Regions from separate parts of the Podarcis muralis genome. Here region 1 is linked to region 2. The links are chromatin contacts, called in public Hi-C maps. All regions are on one chromosome and are shown on one strand. Each heading gives the region's core, a stretch centred on a gene start, on an enhancer-like site or on the middle of the called end of the contact. The rest is flanking DNA. Distances are from core to core; before and after follow the strand shown. Region 1 holds the start of COPS5 (COP9 signalosome subunit 5). Region 2 holds the start of ARFGEF1 (ARF guanine nucleotide exchange factor 1).

The links. A called contact is a pair of places that touch in the nucleus more often than the background predicts.
Region 1: a Hi-C map of tail shows a contact between it and region 2, with 2.6 times the contacts expected there. The contact joins the promoter of COPS5 here to the promoter of ARFGEF1 in region 2. A contact is called at or near these places in 2 of 3 Hi-C or Micro-C datasets (blood and tail).

The regions. Positions count from the first base shown.
Region 1 is chr8:34,382,440-34,389,254 of rPodMur119.hap1.1, reverse strand. COPS5 (COP9 signalosome subunit 5) reads right to left here and starts at 2,607. Exons shown (of 8, transcript XM_028736797.2): 1 at 2,323-2,607; 2 at 239-473. The coding sequence starts at 2,474. The region is part of intron 1 of CSPP1 (centrosome and spindle pole associated protein 1); the gene reads left to right.
Region 2 is chr8:34,250,860-34,257,393 of rPodMur119.hap1.1, reverse strand. It overlaps ARFGEF1 (ARF guanine nucleotide exchange factor 1), which reads right to left and starts at 1,361. Exons shown (of 39, transcript XM_028736768.2): 1 at 522-1,361. The coding sequence starts at 645.

The DNA.
Region 1 (6,815 bases), core at 1,358-3,857, 130 kb before region 2:
TAAAAAAACACAACATTGAAGCCCTTCAATAAGGTAACTAGAGGAGAAAAATGTATCTGAACTAAATCTGATCCAAACTTATACTCAACTGGTGGTGTAAGTGACAGCATATTGGGGTTAAGGGCAACACATGTTGTTCATAAATTACAAACTGAGGTGTCTCCAATCCCAGATGTGATTATAAACAGTTTTAACACAATGCTAATTTGCTAAAAGGAAATCAGTCTTCCCTTTTTACCTGCTTTGCATTTTCTATATACGCAGCCATATATTCATATGCAGCAGCCTGAGCGTTAACTCGTGTTTCAGTGCCTTCGACTGGTAAAGCAAAGCTGTCCATGATAATCATAGTTTCGCCATCCACTTTTCCAAGCATTAAGCCCATCACTTCCAAATTGCCTCCTGACCTAGCATGCATGACCATCTTCAGGAGGGCCAGAGCAGAGATCTTGCAGTACTTGAAATAGTGGTGACTGCAATGGAAAAACAAAAGAGCTTAGCACAATATCTATTATGACAGAAAAGGAAAAGAAGAAACACAAAGTACAATAGATGATTTAAGGCAAGAGAGCTCACCCTGAAACTCAGAATCAATAAAATGATACGGGACAAGATTTTGTTTATAAAAAATATTTTTTAAATCAACCAGATATGAAATACCAAGGTGGTGTACAGCAGTATGCAGAGGCAATAAAAACAATGCCACCATAAAAAATACAAAATAATCACAAAAATGACTGGCCCACCTTTGGAAAATTTAAATCACTGAATGTAAAGCACTATCTTAATAAAAACATATTTGAGACATCTGAAAGTTAGCAGTGAGAATGCCTGCTGAATCTTCGCATGGGACCAGGGACACTAAATACTTCTAGCTGAATTAAGTTGGGCATCTGTAACAAAGAGGACAACTAAGAGTACTTATCAGAGTGATGTAAGGCCTCAATACTGTACAAGAAATTTGAACCTGGCTTGGCGGCATGTGGGCAGCCAAATATTTTAGCAGAGGTGTCAAATTCTGTTGGCCATTTGCCTTCCTCAGCAGTCTAGCTGCAACACTGCACTAGCTGGAGTTTCAGTACCAGGCCCAAGGCCAGCCCTACACAGAGCACATTGCAGTAATCCAGTCTTGGGATTATCAATACAAGGACTATAGTGGTCAGGAATAGATGGCATACCAGGTGAAGCTGGAGAATTGCAATAGCTAAACACAGAGGTTACAGATATACTCAACAGTATAGTACATACCCATATGCACCTACTTAAACCATAAGATCTTCTACGGTCCTTCTTCAGGAGGTGCATATGGTAGCTACTGACAAAAAGGTGTTTTCATTTATGGTAGCCTGGCTATAAAATGCTCTCTCCAAAGAGGCTCACCACATGCCTAATCTGATGTCATTTCAGTAAAATCTTTTCATTGTTCCAGGCCTTTAAATCTGTTCCTGCTACAAAAAAACATTATCACTAGAGCTATGGATTTTTAATGATATATATTTTATAGATTTATTATGCATATTTTAATCGCCTTTATATTTGTTGTATGGCACCCAGAGAACATGGTTATAGGGTGGCAAATAAATATTTCAAACTAATAAAATAGATCCAGATTTCAAAAGAACAAAATGTTTCTCTCTTAATGTAACAAGCAACCTATGTTGTACAGCAGTAAATTGTGTGGATGTGAGAAACCCAGGTACATAATCCTGCTTCAATTAAGACAGAATGACTGACCCCTCACACATTTGGGAATAGCTAGAAAATTGTGAGAAGGGGGAGTTCCAGAAGTGTGTGGGTTACTTATTTTCTCCCAGAAGAGGCCTTTGACTTCTCAGCATACAACATTTTAAGACGTTTCATTTGCTAGTAACATTTGTTCTTGGGAGGCTGCTTGTTTTTCCATTTCATAACCCCCCCCCCCCGCCTTGCCTTCACTCAGTGTCAAAATGAAGGAGTCATGGCGTGTCTGTGTGTTGATATGGGGCATTCACCCATCATTTCTACTTTCCTTGGATTTAACTTTGACTCCCCGCCTTCCCTCGTTCACCCCATCTTTACAAACGACTGTCAAGACTTGTTACTTTTTCTTCTCTTAAGACCTCCAAGAGGCAATCTTTCTTACCTGCACCTGTCCAGAGTTTTGCATTTTGATCTTTCCTCTTACTCACCTCTACCTCTTCTTGTCAAGTCCTACATGAGAGGTAATATCTAGGGCAGGTGCATCATCACAGCCCCTCGCCCTTCCTCTCCCGGGACCAAACAGCACCGGGGTCCGGGCCGAGTCCTTTGATCCTCCCCCGCTTTGCCCACCCGCTCACTTACTCCTTGGTCCACGGCTTCGCCGCCAGGATCTCCTGCTGCTGCTTGCGGTCGTACTTATAGATCTCATCGATGCTCTGCGCCTCCTGCATGTTGTTGGCCATCTCCCACGTCTTCTGGGCCATCCCGCTCCCGGAAGGGCCGGCCGCTGCCATCTCACCGGGTTCCTCAGGCCGAGCCGAGCCGGGCCCTGCTAGCCGATGATAGACCCTCCGGGCAGTCGAGCCTCCCGGCCTGCTTGCCGCAACAGAGCGAAGCAAGCGCGGCGGAAGTGGGTGTAGGCGCTGGGCAAGCGGGCTGGGCGGGGATAGAGAGTCCCCCGCGAATGGTTCCGCCCGCTCCGCGACGCCTCGAGCTGGCTCGCCCGCCCCCTAGCGAGAAACGGTGGAATTAGCCTCCCGCGCGGAGAACGGCCATCCCAGTCTTTTCGCAGGGACGGGGTTGCCCATCGAGGAGAGGCGTCGTGGCACGAGCCCTCCTGCGAGTCAGTCATTAACCCGCTCTGCCCCGAAATAATTATTCCCACCCCACGTCTGAATTCCAGGAAAGAAAAAATTATATCCACGTCTTCCCTGCCATCGCAAAGCCCGCCTTTTATTTGTGAGGGCAAACTACTCCACATTTTAAAGTGAGTTTCTGGTATCTAAAAAACATGACATCCCAATGGCGCATTATGGGGTATGCCTTCCCGCTTATAGCTTTCACCTCTGAAATTTAAAACCAGAGGCTGGGCTGCCACCTGTCAGGGGAGCAGGAGTCCCCTCCTGCATTGTGGGTTCTGCGTTGAGCACTACGTGACACCCGAGATCCCTTTCAACTCTTAAAATTCTATTCTATGAAACGTTCCCTGTTAATCTATTCTATTGAGCTTTGTTTTGAAAGAACATATAAGAACGCATCGAAGGAAGCCGGAATAATATTTGTAAACAATCCCCTTCTCTGCTCCACCATAATCAATGCATTTTCATCTGTTGAGGCACTCCTCATATTCTGCATCACCGTGTTGTTCTTGACTCTGTGTACACACCATACTTTTAAGACTGTGCACGCACTATACGTACCTTTTTTTAAGTACTGTACATTTATCCCTCGCTTACAATTCCCAGCAACCCTTAACAAACTACAGTGCCCAGAATTCTCTGAGGGAATAATATAGGGCATAGGGGCGTGTTCTTTAACTCTTATTTGCTTAGAAACAGAGCTTCTAGATTTTCCCCTAATATAGTCAAGTGCAGAGAGAGTGTGTTCTTATCTATCTCTATATTGAGGAGAGATCTGGCCATTCAAGAAAGTGAAAGAACATCACGCCTATATTCCAGGGTGCGGAATACAAACACCTCCGTTTCCAACAACATTGCCTAGCTAGCCTTTGATTGTGCCGTTTGCACTCGCCCCGCGACGAAGTGATAGCAAAAAAAAAAAAAAAAAAGCATGTTTCTCCGAGCATGCACAGAGCGCCTGCCCTTCGCTGCTGTGCAACCACGCGCAACTCTCAAAACACCTGATGTTAAAAGGATTTAAAGGAGGCACTTTAAAGGAGTGCTAAAGGAGTAGCACTTAGCACCTTTCCTTTCCAGGAGACAAAACCCCCTTAAGGCGCTGTTCTACTCAGCTACAGGTTTTAGGCCGGGTTTCCACTTGGCGACAAGCACCAGAGGGAGCTGTTCGTGCGCGGCAGCCCCGTCCCCTCTCCGGCCGTTAGGCTGGCTCCTCCCCGAGAAGGCGGAGGGCTGGAGCGACTTCGGCGGAGCGGCGAGGCGAGGCGACGGGAGGCGCTGCCGTAGCAGCTGTTTGACAACCCGCCGGCGGCTGGGCCTCTCCGGAGAGAGAGGTGCGTTTCGGGCGGGTTCCGAGCGGCTGCAGCTCCAAAGACCTCGGACGAGAGAGAGAGGCGCGCACCCGTCCGGTAACTTGGGTCGCTCTCTGGAGAGGGTTGGGAAGTGCGCGCAAAGAAGAGCGCATCCCACTTCCCCGGGGGTGGAATATTCGCCCTAAGTAGACGAGGGTGAGGAAGGGGCGTCTTGGCGCGCGCGGGGTGCTGAGGGAAGTCCCCGCATGCATCCTTTAAGAGTTTGGGGGGGAGTTTGGGGCTCTCCTCGAGGGGCTTCGCTCGGGTAGGGGGGAGTTTTTGTGCGCGCAAAATCCTCTTTTTTTTGGGTGGGGGGGAATGTTGCACCTTGAAGTCTTATTCCTCGGACTGGGAGTTGTGCCTTTCTGTAGAGGAGCGCAGACTGCGCGGGTCCAGGAGTGCGGAGAGGCCCCGGTTTTTGTTGTAATCTGGTTGCCTAACAACGCCGTATAGCTTCTTAAAGAGACCGACGCCCTGGGCAGGCGCGGAAGCAACAGTTGCTCTTCTCTTCCGAGCCCACCCTTTCTTTCCTCAACCTCCCCTATTCTGTGACTCCCTTTGTTGATGCCTGGAGATAGGGAAGGTTTCTGCTCTCGGGTATCTGTGGCGCCTTAACCATTTCGCATGGATGTGAAGAAGGGCTTCAAAGACGAAAATATGTAAAGTTACCAGCCCATGAATGAACAGCATCTGTTCAAGGGACTCTTCTTATGGACGGTCAAGACAGTTTTGTCATAAGCGTCTAGCTTTATGAATACCTCCCAAAATACATACAATGTGATTGTAAGTATGTTTACTCAGAAGCAAATGCGGCCGAGTGCAGTGGTACTTACTAATAAGTGTACAAGGGATTGTAACTTTAGTATTAAGGAATGGCTAGTGGTAGTGTGAAACGTTTCGAAAGCATTAAAGCCAACAAATAATATATCTGAAGGCCAGTGATCATTTCCACCATTTAGTGAATAGAAGTCTGTTTCATTTACAAACTGGTTTGCTAGTGAATCTGTTAGTCAGACTATTGCATATAGATTTCTTCAAGGAGTGGTTTTGAGGCAATCTCGGTTCATTGTTATGGGCTGCAATAAATAGCTGTGAAAGGTGGCTTCTTGGCCTTAGTAACAAATAGAGGTTTTTACCAAGTAAAAGTTGAGGTTGGGAATGCATTTCCAATATATTCAGCACCAGTCTAGAAACAGGTGGGCCACTTGTTGAGTGTGCAGTGCAGGCTTTATAAATTTTGCTGCAGAGGGCAAAAGACTGCACTGCTGCTGCCTCAGTTGAATTCAGTAGGGCTGACTTATGAACTGCCATGATTAAAATTGCAGTTCTCTTACTAACCCTTATTTACCTGGAAGTAAGCCCCATTGAATGCTTGCTTCTGAGTAGACATGACTCAGGGCAGAATGATATTTGCTGCCACCTGGGGCATATCCTCTAGCTCCAGCACTGCAGGTGTGTTAAATAACACTGGCATAGTTGGATCATTATCTTCTGAAGCCACAGCTCCCTCTTTTTGTGATATCACTGCCAAAGCAATGGTCTGGTAAATGAGGCTTTCCCTGTGGTGACATTGGTGGAACTAACTGTAGAAATCTCTTAAAGGATATCTGATTCCCACTCTCATTGACCATGCAGGCTGCTCTTTCAGTGACCTGACTGGACTGGTGAAAAAGCAGGTTGACCTTTTGTCACTAGCATGGCTTATTTAGTGCATTTTTACTCTGCTGTTCAGCCAAAAAGGCTTCCAGAGTAGCTTACATATTATCAATAAAAAATAAGTTTTGTAATCTAAAATACATGACACAAAATGAAAAAAGGATGGGGAGGAAAGAGGTGGGTAAAGCAAACTCAGACACCAAAGTTAAATAGCAGTTTTTATAGTGACCAGCTGGAATGAAAACAGTTCCAGGATTGAGGAGCCTGACAGAACTGACCTTTCAGTAGAATGCTGATGGATTGGCCCTGCTTGACAACTGCTGCAACCTATTGGAGTGGTTTCTCTTTGGCGATCACCTCCACCTTGTTGTCGAGTCTGGTTTACATTAGGCAGGTGGTTGGTGAAGTTCAAGGGTAGATATTCAACTGGCACTGATGCTGAACAACTGAGCAGCAGGGGTTCTGTTCAAAGAACCTGACAGTGTTTGTGGCGATGAAAAGCTCTGCTGTTGCCATTTTTGTAACAGTACCATCTGGCAAGGCATTTCTGGTAAATCCAGGCCATCTCTGTTTGAAGGTCAAGTTCTCTCTGTGGTTCAATATTACTTGCTTGCCATATACCAAACTTTGACAACAATGCTGCAGTTTCCAATACGTATAACCATCATACTGCTGCAGGGAGGCAGGAGAGGAGTTCTGAGGTTTTGTTGTAGAATCTTTTCCCACTGGGGGCTTTCAAGGGATACTGCTCATGAGGAAACGCTTATGCTACGCTTTAGCCAAACTTCTTCCTTTGCAGGGATTACAATTATTCTGTGAACCGCCCTGAGACCCCCAGGTATAGGGCGGTATATAATTAAATAAATAATAATAACTTGGTGTGAATACTAGGACCAAACTATAAGATTGGCTTTATGTATTGTCTGATGCTAATTGGCACTGAGATCTCAAACGGCTGCTTGGCTTGTGAGGGGAGAATAACTGAATTTTT
Region 2 (6,534 bases), core at 112-2,611:
ACACACCTTCTCTGCCTATTCATGCAGGGTGTGTAGGTGCGCCAAGGAGGCAGCGAAAGAGAAAAGCCGTGTGTCAAGGCAACCGCCTGCATTTCCTTGTCAACAAAGCCAAAGCTTCCCAATAACGCACGCGCCTTCAGCTCCCCCCCCCCCCAAAAAAAACACACCGCACGGGGGACAACTTCCCTCCCCGAGACTAACGTAGCGCACAAACACACGGCCTTTCATCTTCTCCCACCGCCACGTCCAAACCTCACCACAAAGGCCCGCCTCATGCATCAGCACTGACCTCCTCTCCCCGAAACCTGCTCCGAACAGCCGCCTTTTGTCGCCCCGCTCGGCGCACCCAGCCAGCCAGCCACTCCTCTCCCCTTCCCCGGCCAGCCTCGTCCCCACAATGACAGCTGCCCTAATCCAGAGCAAGGCCCCGGCCTGCCTTCCCTTCCCCTCTGCAGGTGCCTCGGGCTCCCTGCGCCGCCGCCGCCGCCTCCTCCTCTCTCCCCGCAGCTCCCCAGATTTACCTAGGGCCACCTCGCAGGCTTTGCGCAGCTGGGAATGGTGCGCCTTCTTCACCTCCTTGTCGGCCAGGATCTTCTCCAAGGCCCGGGTCAGGAACATGTTTTTTGTCTTCTTCCCCTCATACATGGGGACGCAGGGGGAGAGGGGAGAAGAGGGAGCTGGTTCGGTGCCTCTCGCCGCAGCTGCCCGGGCGGCACCCCTGGCGAAGGAGCCCCAAGCGCAGCTTCTTCCCACCTCCGGGCTGGGCTCGGGCAAGAACGGCGACTGCGGACCTCGCTCGGGGTGGGGGGAAAGGAGAACCGGCCCTCCGGAGAACGCGCAGCCCTCAGAGCCGGCTGGCCTCCGCCTCCATTAGCAGCAGCGGCGGCGGCGGCAGTAGGAGCAATAGCAGCGGCGGCGGCAGCAGCAGCAGCAGCAACCTCCTCCTGCGCTCGCCATGTTGGAAGGAAACGACGTCAAGGCCGCCGCGGCCCGAGTGGCTGCAGAGGAGGAAGCGGCAGCGGCGGCTGGCTGCTGCTGTTTCTCCAAGACCGGGAGGAGGCGCAGCCGCAGGGAGCGAGCAACACCACCAGCAGCGCTGGCGAGGCTGAGCCGGGACAGGCGGCCGGCCCCGCGCTACAGGTGTGAGCAGGGGAGGGGCCTCGCCGCCGCCGCCGCCTCCTGCCTCTGAGAGCAATGGGGGAAAGAGGCTGAGCGGCGCCGAGGCTGCAGACCAGAGCGCGCTCAGCCTCCCTCACGGAGTTCCTACGCGGCGGGGGTTTCTCTCTCCTTTGCCCCTGTCACTTCGGATTTCCCCTCAGACGCTTCCCGGTGGTGGCAGAGACTCCTTCCGGCTAGCCAAAGGAAGCTCGCCCTGGTCTGCTTGTTACCTCGGATTGGAGCCCCGCCTTCTCCCCCATGCCTCCCTTCGGGCAGATATGTCTCACTGCTCGCTCAGTGGTGATGGGGCAAATCGCAAGGGGGTTTGCCGGCCACTGTGCTTTTTTTTGTGTGTGGTCGTTTGAAGATTGCATAGAAATGACACTGACTGTGAGCTCTTAACGTTTTGGAGGCAAACCAAGAAGTGGAACCTTAAAAACTGTGATACAAACTTTTGTGGACTAGAGTTCTCTTTGTCAAATACAACATTATATACAAGAACATTTATCATATATTACACACACTCTTTATGCAACTAATGGTGGGTTCTATTCCATAAAGAATTATGCCACAATATGTTGGGTTTGAAGATGCCACAATATACCTTATATATGTTTACTGTAACAGACTCACACAGCCATGTCACCTCATTTATTACTGGAAACTAAAGCCCATTATTTCAAAGTAAGTATGGCTGGGATTGCAGTCAGGGTGAATGAACAAATGGAAGTTTCTTCATGTTGTCCAGTTAAGCCACACCTAAGAAAAAAGCTGAGAGATAGCCAGTAATCAATTTACATAGCCCTAGCAACTGACTGAACTTTCTTAGGAAAGCCTGTTTGCATGCTGTGAATCATGGCTTTACACCAGGGGTCTGCAACCCGCGGCTCCGGAGCCGCATGTGGCTCTTTTACACCTTTGCCGCGGCTCTGGGGCGGATACTAGCGAGGGAGGAGGCGCATTGTGTGCCCCGACACTCCCCACTGTGGCGGGCGCTGTACTGGCTATGACGTCGCATGGGGGTGGTTGCGTGCGTTACGATCCTGTATATATAGCATTAAGGTAAGAAACAATATATGCAGTGTTATATTTGTTTTAAATGTCGCAATGCGGCTCCCAGTTTTTTTTCCTTCGAAAACGGGTCCAAGTGGCTCTTTTTGTCTTAAAGGTTGCAGACCCCTGCTTTACACCAAGCATGGATAACCACCAGACCTATCATCTAACCCTACAATTTGTGTAGTGGAATGGCATTAAGAAAGTGGTAAAACCATTTTTAAAACATACCTGGATGCCACATGTTCCAGACTTGTTTTCTAGCATTTTCATTTAGCTGTGAAAGACATCAGCGAGCAGTGTGCTAGCGTACATGCTTTCAATACCAAAAGTCAAGGTTCAATAACTGGCAGGTCTTCCTGTCCCCCTTTTTGAGGGCAAAAATTGAAGAGTGAATTAATACAATTAGAATTAGAGGCAATATAAGTTAAACCAAATCATGTTGTACCTGTTTTCCTACCCTACTTTTCTAGTTTTTGTATACTTTGCCGAAATCCTCAGGTAGAACTACACTCTGTGGATCTGCTTCTAGGTCTCACATTTAAGAGGGAGAGAAGCACCTACTATTTTTACATTTTTGTCATAATATATTAGGGAGTCTACCCAGCCAAAGTAAAGTGCTTTAAAATTTCACTCTGAAATTTCTCTCTTTGCTGGGCGCATGCAGTTGCTAAAGTAGCTGCAGGTACATAGAGAAAGCTGTTCCTCAAATAACCTGACGCATTGTCCCTGGAAACCTAGTTTAAATTAATCCACACACAATCACCTCTAGCACAGATACCCATGCTCCACTCTACAGGTATTTAATGATCCTTTTGGTCTAATTGTCTTAATTCTAGACTATTCAAGTTGTGCTCAAAAGATAAAATTAATATACTGTGTATGCAGTCTGAGAATTGCAATTTACACTTTTGGATAGGTAGCGATGCCAAAAAAACTTCAGTCATGCTTTAATTTTGTTTTTATTAAGTAGATTGACACAGCTTTTTAGTATATTTAATAAATTACATAGTATAAATACAATATAATGTAAGGCCTGAGTCACAGAAAATGTTTGTCAAAGTAAAAATAAGGAGTACCAATGTTATTAACTGCCAGCTTTTTTCTCTTTGACTGAAACACTTAAAATTATTAATTCTCTGAAATACTGAGATGCCATCTACAACTCGTGTGCCTGTGTGTATGGCTGGCTTTTTAATTCCTTAAAGCCTGGGTTGTGAAAATATCTGTCACCATTTTATAAGTCTAAAATGTCAGGGACCAATAGCAATTCTCATAAATGTTTGGCCTAAGAAAAATGAAGTGGTCAGAAGGCTCCTGGCCACTAGATGAACGTGGAGAAATTATAGGCTATAAGTGACAGGCAATCACAAATAAAAGACCTTTATGGGGCAGGGGGAGTAATTTTTGGCTTGATAGCATAGTGCCTTATTTCTGCAAAATGCACTGTTGCTTTCCCCTGCGGTTGTCTTTGCCCTATCAGTTTCCCTGTGTTAACAATTCATGGCCAGGATCCAAAACAATTTGTGATGTGACTCAGGGGGTCTGCTATACTTTAAAAGAAAAGTTTTGTGGTTTTTTTAAATAATCCCATTAGGTCTAAAGAAATCATTGGATCAATGCCTATGGATGTCTGGCCTTGGCTATGGACTGGATGAAGCTAAAGCTGAAGCTTAATACTGTTAAGACTGAAGTGTTCTTCATGGGCGGTTCCCAAGACTGAATGGGTGGGCCATGGCTTATTCTGGAATGGATTGCACTCCCTCTGAAGTAGCAGGCATGGGATACTTCTGGATCCATTACTGTTGCTTGAAGCTCAAGTGACTTCAGTAGTGTGACGTGCCTTCCATCAGCTTCAGTTGTGTCGCTATCTGGACAGGGATAGCCTAACTTCTGTAGCCTATGTCCTAGTAACTTCTAGGTTAGCCTACTGAAATGTGTTATATATATGGCTGCCTTTTTAAATCGTTTGGAAACTGCAGCTGGCACAGATTTTAGCAGTCAGGTTACTCCATGGGTCAAGATGGTCTGAGCACATGACACCAATCCCCGCTTGACAGTATGGGTTGGAAAGGTGCAGTATGTCTGCTCACTTCTGCCTTCAGTCAGTCACCTCACTCACTCTTCCTCACCAATATGTTTATCCAGGGGCAGCAGCAATTACTAAAGGAGCCATATTAGCATCAATGGGAGTATGGGAGTGAGTGAATAGTGGAGGCAAGTAGCAGCAATGCTGCAGCTTTAATGGCAGAACATTGGTCCATGGAGTGGAGGGACTCCAATGGCAGCAGCATCAACAATGGTCCCTTTTAATCTTTAGCCAATCTCCCTCTCATTTAAAGCAATTTAGGCAGGGCTTGTTTAGGTGTCACTGTGGTTATTTGGAAGGAAAATTACTCTGCAATTACCAACTGGTTTTGACAATGAGCTATTATATGTGGTGTGTGCACTTCTACATATTCAGTGTTGGCAAGCTTTTTGCTTGGTTCTGGTACATCTGCTGGACCATCTAGTCCTGTATCCTGTTACCACAGTGGCCAACCAGATCCCTGGGGGAAGCCTGCAGTGGAGGCAGAAAATTGTGGATTCCACATTAAAATATCGAGACAATGTATCTTTACAATATATTTGCAGCAGCCCTAGAATGAGTTAATATGGATACATAAGCAGGAATTCCTGGCAATAGACTGGGGAGGGGGTTGCAGGGCCCCGATCCAGGCATGGCATATCAGGCCCAGGATATTAAATTTGTCACCACTGTTGTGGCAACATGGGAGGGAAATCACCAAGAGGTATTCATGCAATCATAGAATCGTATAGTTGGAAGGAACCCCAAGGGTCATCTAGTCCAATCCCCTGCAAGGCTGAAATCTCAACTAAAGCATCCAAGACTTGCAACTTCTACTTAAAAACCTCCAAGGAAGGAGAGTCCACAACCTGAAGGAGACTGTTCCACTGCCAAAAAGCTCTTACTGTCAGAAAGATTTTCCATATTTTTTTTGTAACTTGAAGCCATTGGTTCGGGTCCAATCCGCTAGAACAGGAGAAAACAAGCTTGTTCCGTCTTCCCTGTGACAACCCATTAGATATTTGAAGATGGATGTCTTGTCTCCTCTCAGTCTGTTTTCCAGGAGAAACATACCAAGCTCCTTCCATTGTTCCTCATAAGGCTTGTTTATCTTGGTTGCCCTCCTCTGCACACATTCCAGCTTGTCAATATCCTTAAATTGTGGTGTCGAGAATTGGACAGTATTCAAGTGTGGTTTGACCAATGCAGAATAGAGTGGTACTATTACTTCACTTGATCTGGACACAATATTTGAGTTGATGCTGCCTAAAATAACATTAGCATTTTTTGCTGCAGCATCACACTGTTGACTCATGGTAAGCGTCTGGTCCACTAAGACCCTTAGGTCCTTTTCACATGTACTGCTAGTAAGCCAGATATCCCCAGTGCTATTTTTTTATAGAAAAAGAGGTGCCGGAATTTACCATGAATGCCTCCCTCATTCTCTTAGAATGGCAATGGCTCCCACCTGAGAGGTGCCAGAATTGAGTTCTGGTGAGTTCCCGATGAAATAAAGCCATCTAGTTCTTCCTGCCTAAATGCAGATGTTTACATTCGTCCCTACTGAAATTCATTGTTAGTTTGGGCCCTGTTCTCCAATCTGTTAAGGTAATTTTGAATCTTCTGCAGCATTAGCTAGCCCTCCCAGTTTGGTGTAAACTGCAGAGTTGATAAGCATCCCCACAATCCCTTTGTCATTTATAAAGACACTGAACATGCTGGCTCAGAATGATGGGAGTTGTAGTCCAACAAAAATATGAAGACCCATAGTTGGAGAAACTTGATTTATAGGATTCTCTAAATAGAATTCACCATTTATTCCTCATACTTTTAAAATCCTACCTCTTTATAAACAGAGGACTGTATCCAACAAAGTTTTACTAGAATAGACTTATTTAAATTAATGAACCTAAGTTAGTTGTTTCCTTTAATTCCAATGGGCCTATGCTGAGTAGGAACAACATTGGATACAACCCAAAATGCCTGTGCCCACACTCCACAGTAAGATTTAAATGGTGTGTGTTGAGTTTAATGATCCAGTTATTAGATTGCAAAATAATTTTGGATATTGAGTGGGGAATACTGGATTTTTTACTTACCGGCACAAAGCACATCTGAAGATTTCTGAAGCTGACGTGATGTTGCCAGGATAAAATATATGGATGTCTTGTAGAGCGGAAACTGATTAGGATGAAAATTGGAAGGTGAAAGAAAGGGGAAAGCGCAACTCATATTCACGCTTAGCAACCCATTTT